Regions from separate parts of the Athene noctua genome. Here region 1 is linked to region 2. A link is a contact called in public Hi-C data. All regions are on one chromosome and are shown on one strand. The core of a region is the stretch at or near the end of the contact, and the rest is flanking DNA. Distances in the headings are between cores, read along the strand shown. Region 1 holds the start of UCKL1 (uridine-cytidine kinase 1 like 1). Region 2 holds the start of TCEA2 (transcription elongation factor A2).

The links. Hi-C and Micro-C count contacts between places; a contact is called where the count stands out from the background.
Region 1: a Hi-C map of heart shows a contact between it and region 2, with 4 times the contacts expected there. The contact joins the promoter of UCKL1 here to the promoter of TCEA2 in region 2. A contact is called at or near these places in 2 of 2 Hi-C or Micro-C datasets (heart and liver).

Annotation. Positions count from the first base shown.
Region 1 is chr16:15,661,462-15,665,255 of bAthNoc1.hap1.1, forward strand. It overlaps UCKL1 (uridine-cytidine kinase 1 like 1), which reads left to right and starts at 1,652. Exons shown (of 15, transcript XM_074920515.1): 1 at 1,652-1,744. The coding sequence starts at 1,695.
Region 2 is chr16:15,511,667-15,515,040 of bAthNoc1.hap1.1, forward strand. It overlaps TCEA2 (transcription elongation factor A2), which reads right to left and starts at 1,577. Exons shown (of 12, transcript XM_074919957.1): 1 at 1,378-1,577; 2 at 101-196; 3 at 1-7.

The DNA.
Region 1 (3,794 bases), core at 402-2,901, 150 kb after region 2:
AGCACCCACAGCACCCACCCACACCCCACAGCACCCACCGGCCCCCCTAAAGCACCCATCTGCCCCCCTAAAGCACCCACCTGCCCCCTAAAGCACCCACAGCACCCATCTGCCCCCCTAAAGCACCCACCTGCACCCCACAGCACCCATCTGCCCCCCTAAAGCACCCACCTGCCCCCTAAAGCACCCACAGCACCCATCTGCCCCCCTAAAGCACCCACCTGCCCCCTAAAGCACCCACCTGCCCCCTAAAGCACCCACAGCACCCATCTGCCCCCCTAAAGCACCCACCTGCACCCCACAGCACCCATCTGCCCCCCTAAAGCACCCACCTGCCCCCTAAAGCACCCACAGCACCCATCTGCCCCCCTAAAGCACCCACCTGCCCCCCTAAAGCACCCACAGCACCCATCTGCCCCCCTAAAGCACCCACCTGCCCCCTAAAGCACCCACAGCACCCATCTGCCCCCCTAAAGCACCCACCTGCCCCCCTAAAGCACCCACAGCACCCATCTGCCCCCCTAAAGCACCCCCCTGCACCCCACAGCACCCATCTGCCCCCCCTAAAGCACCCACCTGCCCCCTAAAGCACCCACAGCACCCATCTGCCCCCCTAAAGCACCCATCTGCCCCGCTAAAGCACCCACCTGCCCCCCTAAAGCACCCACAGCACCCATCTGCCCCCCTAAAGCACCCATCTGCCCCGCTAAAGCACCCACCTGCCCCCTAAAGCACCCACAGCATCCATCTGCCCCCCTAAAGCACCCACCTGCACCCACAGCACCCATCTGCCCCCCTAAAGCACCCATCTGCCCCGCTAAAGCACCCACCTGCCCCCTAAAGCACCCACAGCATCCATCTGCCCCCCTAAAGCACCCACCTGCACCCACAGCACCCATCTGCCCCCCTAAAGCACCCACAGCACCCATCTGCCCCCCTAAAGCACCCACCTGCCCCCTAAAGCACCCACAGCACCCATCTGCCCCCCTAAAGCACCCACCTGCCCCCCTAAAGCACCCACAGCACCCATCTGCCCCCCTAAAGCACCCCCCTGCACCCCACAGCACCCATCTGCCCCCCTAAAGCACCCATCTGCCCCGCTAAAGCACCCACCTGCCCCCTAAAGCACCCACAGCACCCATCTGCCCCCCTAAAGCACCCATCTGCCCCGCTAAAGCACCCACCTGCCCCCTAAAGCACCCACAGCATCCATCTGCCCCCCTAAAGCACCCACCTGCACCCACAGCACCCATCTGCCCCCCTAAAGCACCCATCTGCCCCGCTAAAGCACCCACCTGCCCCCTAAAGCACCCACAGCATCCATCTGCCCCCCTAAAGCACCCACCTGCACCCACAGCACCCATCTGCCCCCCTAAAGCACCCACCTGCCCCCTAAAGCACCCACAGCACCCATCTGCCCCCCTAAAGCACCCACCTGCCCCCCTAAAGCACCCACAGCACCCATCTGCCCCCCTAAAGCACCCACCTGCCCCGCTAAAGCACCCACAGCACCCATCTGCCCCCCTAAAGCACCCCCCTGCACCCACAGCACCCACCTGCACCCTCACTCCCCCCCCCCCCGCCGCCTCTCTCCGTTCCCCGGTCCCGCACTACAAGTCCCGGGGAGCCCCGCGGCTGCACCGCCCCGGTCCCCGCCGCTTCCCCGCCCGCTCCCGCCTCTCCCCGGCAGCACCATGGCCGCGGCCCCGGTGGCCGAGGGGGCTCCGGTGGAGCCGCACGACAGGTAAGAACCCCCCCCCCCGCACCCGGCATCCTCTCCCCCCCCCCCCCCACTCCCCGTTACAACCCCACCCGCGACGGGACCGGGATCGCAACGCCCCGGAGCCGCCGGGAACCGGCGGCTCCGGGGCGTTGCGATCCCGGTCCCGTCCCACTTCCGCGAGTGGGGCCTCCCCGATCCCATCGCTCCTTTCCCTCTCACCTCCCTCCCTCTCGAAAAAAAAAAAAAACCAGAAAAAAACCCAACAAACAACCCCTTTGCCTCTCCCCATCCCAGCAAACACCACTACGGATGCTTCCCGCTGCAAATAGCCCCCCCCCCCCAAAAAAAAAATCATTTCCAAACCGGGCTCGTTTCCATCGCTCGGTTTTTCCTAACCACCCCCCTTTTTGTTTTTTAATTTTTTAAAAAAAATTTTTAATTACCTTAATCTCATTTAATTTGCAAACGAGCTGCCGCATGCCTCCGCTCCAACGAGCACAAGGTGCTGGCGGAGCGGGAAAAACTGAGTTTGCTACCGAAAAAAAAAAAAAACCACAAAACCAAAACCCCCAACCGTGACGGATTCAGGTTATTTTTTTTCCCCCCTCCCCGCTCCCATTTTCAACACAATCCTCAAGCGTGGAGGAGCGACACCGCTCCCAAACGCCAAATAACCAGCTTTGGAATGTCACCAGAGCGGGGATAAACCTGGTTTTAGGGATGTGAACATCCTGGCTTCGAGGATACCAGCCCTGCAGCTTGCGCCGAACCAACCCCGGGGATTTTTCAGCGCCTTAAATAACGAATCTGGCAGCTGCCTGCGACGGCGTCGCCTTTGCCCTTCCTGTGAGTCAGTGGCGGGTCGCAGGGAGGCTGAGGATGAGGAGGGGAGGAAGGAGCCGCCCCGAGGAATGAGTAACCGGGTTGTATAACCGAGCCCCTTCCAGCGCGGAGCGAGGCGCTGGGGCGGGGGTGACCGGTTCCCGCGGCCCTCCTTGGGTATAAATAGCAGCGAGATAATTGGGTTTGAAGAGGGAAATGTTTGTCCTTTTGTCGTTAGGAATCGGAGGCCTTAATAGAGCTGGGAGAGAGCGTGTGTGGGCTGAGCTGCTCCGGGGTGGCTCTGCCCGGGCCAGGATGGCGGCGGAACGTGGCGACGGGCCGGGGAGAGGCGGGTGGGACGTTGGGTGGGTTTGCAGGAGGGACACGGCGCGGGCACGGCGCGGCGGGGCTGACGGGCAGCTGCCCGGCACTTCTGGAGCTGCTGGCAGTGGGGTGGCAGGAGGGTCTCTCCAATCCCATGGATGTCCCTCCATCCCTTGGGCAAGTCCCTCTGTCCCTTGGATGGATGCCTCCATCCCTTGGGTAGGTTCTTCCATCCCTTGAGCAGATTCTTCCGTCCCTTGAGCAGGTTCCTCCATCCCTTGGGTAGGTTCCTCCATCCCCTGAGCAGATTCTTCCGTCCCTTGAGCAGGTTCCTCCATCCCTTGAGCAGGTTTCTCCATCCCTTGAGCAGGTTTCTCCATCCCTTGAGCAGGTTTCTCCATCTCTTGGGCAAGTTCCTCCATCGCAACGTTTGGGGCTTCCTGGCGCCTTTCCTTGGGTGCTCCCTGAACAAAACTCGTCCTTGGGCCTGTCTTGCTCGCGGGGTGGTGGGATCCAACCCCATGTCACCCTTGTCCCTGGACGGAGGGGTTCCTGCTGTGGAGCCCCAGGTTTTGCACCAGGCTGTTGCGATGCGACTGCCTTCGGCTTAAGTTAAAGACACAGTTGGACAGGAAAGGCCCAGCTCAGGGCTGGCCTATGCAAGTCAGGCCCAACAAAGACCACGCTCAAAGATGGAGGGAAGCAGGTTTGGCCTTTGCACACCCACAGGTGCTGCTCACAGGGGGGGGACCTGGGAGAGGGCCCCTCTCCCGTGGGGCCAAGCACCCCTCTGCCATGGGCTTGGTGTGTTTTTACATGGCTCCAGTGACACTATTTGGGTGACAGCCACCAAACCAGGAAAAGCCACGTGCAATTTGGCTCCTGTCCTTAAATCCCAAGGAAAACTCCACCCCTGGAAGGAAAA
Region 2 (3,374 bases), core at 327-2,826:
AACCATCCTGCAGGAAGAGTTTGCAAGTTAGCCGATATACAGTAAACACGCTACGGTTCAGTACCATATAAAATGCCAACCAAGAGGAAACGTTGCATACCGCTCAGTTTAAGAAGCTGCCTCTCTCTCTCAATGAAGCTTGGAAGCAAATTCTGCAAGGTTGCTCCTTTCCTATTTCAACAATGGTGTTGAAAACCTGCCATCAACGGGAACAGACATCACAGGCTGCAGTTTAGCCCAAACGCGCTTCCCTGGGTTGTTACAACAGCTACATGAGTGCCAGCACTCACCCCTATCCACGGCTGGCAGAGCCAGTCCAGCCTCCAGAAGTTCACATGACAACCGCACCCCATCACCCAAATACACATTCCCCAAAGCCCTTCCCCTCCTCGCCCACCCCTTCCCCTTCCCCACAGCCCTCCCTGGCCCAAAAAGCCCTCTCCCCCATCCCAAACATAGATCGACAGCCTACCTCCTTCACAAACCCTCAGCACCCATCTTGCTGCCTTAGCACTTGCATAACACTTTGTCCTCGTAGGAGCAGCAACACACAGAGCCCATTGGGCAGGGAAATACTTGCTCTGTCCCCCCCAGACAGCGACAACAGCTACAACACACCCTGCGAGACCCACAGCGTGCAGAGAGCGGCAAGGCCAGCCCTCCACGCTCCAAAGGCCACATGAGAGTGAGCAGAAGTGGTGCTAGCATGGGATGGGGATGCAGGAGGCAAATACAGAAGCACTGGGGGTTTTCCTGAGGGCACAACAGAGCCCCAGGCCAGTGCTGGGGGGCAGTGCACAAGGATCCCCCTTGCCAAGGGCCCCAATGGGATGGAGGGGGGCGGAGGGCTGAGGATGCTGCCCTGGGGGGAAACACCCCAGCAGGCAGCACAGGGTGAACCCCAGGGTGCTGAGCTGTGGGGCAGGGGGTGCATGAGGCCCGGGTGGGGGGCACAGCGTGGGAAGGATGGGTTGTCACAGCAGCAAGGGGGGGGGAAAACATGGAGCCACCGCCCCCCAGTAACAGACAGCGCGATGGAAAGGGGTGGATCCTACACCGGAGCCCACGGGGAGGGAGCCCACCCCACTGCAAGCCGGTCCCGGGGAGAGAACCCCACCTTGCCTGGGGGGAGGCTTCTGCTCCACCACAGCGACGGGGGCCGCACAGAGAGCGAGGCCCCCAAAATGGGGGATGAGGAAAGGGGGGGTCCCCCTCATAACGGGCACTGAGGGAGAAGTAGGGGGGGGCCCTACAGCGCGGCAGCGAGAACAGGAGCCCCGCGGAGGAGGCGGCCCCGGCCGCTGGACCAGAAACCGGGTAAAGGGGGAGGCCCCCTGACCCCAACCGGGCTGCGGGGGCCCGGCCGCCGCCACTCACCGCGCTCTTCTTGGCCACCATCTTGTCCAACCGCCTGGCGATACGCACGATCTCCTCCTCCCCGCCCATCGCGCCGCTCCCCGCGGCGGCCGGTCCCGGGGGCCGGACGAGGCGGGGGAAGGAGGCGGGAGGGAGGGGGGGGTTGGCGGCGGCTGCCCGGTGCCCACCACAGCCCCCGGTACCGCAGTCAGGGCGGGCGGCGCGCGCGGCACGATGGGAGTTGTAGTCCTCCAGAGGGGCCGCCCGCCTCTTCCTGCCGCGCGGCGGGACTACAACTCCCAGCGTGCCCCGCGCCCGCCCGGCCCTTGCCGCGGGGCATTGTGGGGGCTGTAGTCCGTCCCCTCACGGCCCGCCGGCCGCCGCCCTGCGGGAGCGCGGAAGGGGAGCGCCGTGGTCTCCCCTCGCGGTGCCGTTTCAGGGCTCCTTGAGACAGCAGGGACACACGTGTCCCAAGTTGTTGCCGCGGGGCATCTGTGACTGAGCCAGGTCACGTCTCCCTCAGCCTGGCACCCCCCAGGTGGATGCTGCCCCATCCCTCGGGGAGCGCCCCCAGCCGAGGGCTCACTGAGCTGGGCCTCAGGCGGCCCCACCACCACAGAGGCCTGAGCACCGCTGCACCCACACACACCCCAGGCAGGGTGGGAGCAGGGAGCCCTGCTCTTTGTAACTTGCCCAGCCCCACCACAGGTGGGCCTCGCTTCACTCCTGCACCAGCCGCAGGTGAGCTGATCCCGATGGAGCCGCAGCGCTGCCTTGAAGACGACTCGAATCAGCAATCCTGTGGTGTTCGGGGCCAGGGAAGCAGCTCCAGCAGTGACTGAGCACCACAAGAATATCACCTATGGCAGCAGTCCTGCTGTGGGTTACTCTCAGTGCTGCGGTTAGCCCCGCTGCCTGGCTAAACGGAGACGTGGGGCTGTGCAGCCAGTCCAGCGTGACCTTAGGAACTTGGGACTAATTAACAGAAGGGTGGAGAGGGAACGGATGGCTTGGGGGTGCCCAGGCCAGGGCACGTAGCCCCCCTGTAGGTGGCACTCGTAGACTGCGTGAGGGCAGCACGTTCCCCCGGGAGCTGCACGATGGGACTCGCTCGATGCTGAATATTGTTGCTCTCTCCAGCTGGTTCCTGGCAGGGGGACAACGTCGAAGCCTCCTCCTGCAACAGCCGGCTTCACAGCCCTTGCCAAGCACGGATGTTTCAGAGAAGGCCCTGACTGTGCTGGTAAAGAGCGGCCGTGTCCTGCCTCGGCGGGGCTGCCGATCAAGCGAAAGCATGGAGATGTGCTACGTGTGGCCTCAGGCTGCACAATGAGGCGTTGGGAACCAGGGCTCCCTGAGCTCCCCTCCAGCCTCGCTCTGTCCTCTGGCAACTGAGTCACTGAGGGCAGAGGTAACTTTACCAGCACACAAAGGTGGGGAGGATTGAGCAGATCTTAAACCTCTCTGGGGTGGCTGATCCCCAAGATGCCCATTAGGTACCTAAAGCTGCCAGCTTGCTAATCTTTATGGTAGCTCTCATGGAGTTGGACAGACCTTTGGGATTCCCTCGAGCAAGAGCCACTCCCCAGATATGCAAGACACGTTTCGATTCATCCCCCAAACCAGAGGTGCCCTCAGACCAGACCCGAGCTCCAGACCCTCTTCTCCTTGGCATGACACTTGGCGCTACCTTGAAACTTTTTGGCTTGGCCCCATGTTTGTGAATGCGAGTTCCCTCCAACCAGCCGTCTGGAGCGTCTGCAGCATCTGGAAAGCCTCCATCCCTTGGCAGGGTCTGGCTGTGAAGCGAGGGGGTGCCATTTTGGAGAGGCCCACCTCTGTGAGGGAGGAGGAAAGAAGTCCGAACAAGGGGACCTTCTGGAGGCCCTTGGAAGCGGGCAGCTGCCTGTCTCGTGTGTGGGGTCGGGTCACGCCAGTCCTTGGCGTCAGAGACGCGCTCGAGCAGCACTGCTGCCACTGTGAATGTGGTTTGTATCGCTGCAGCGCAAAGATGGTTC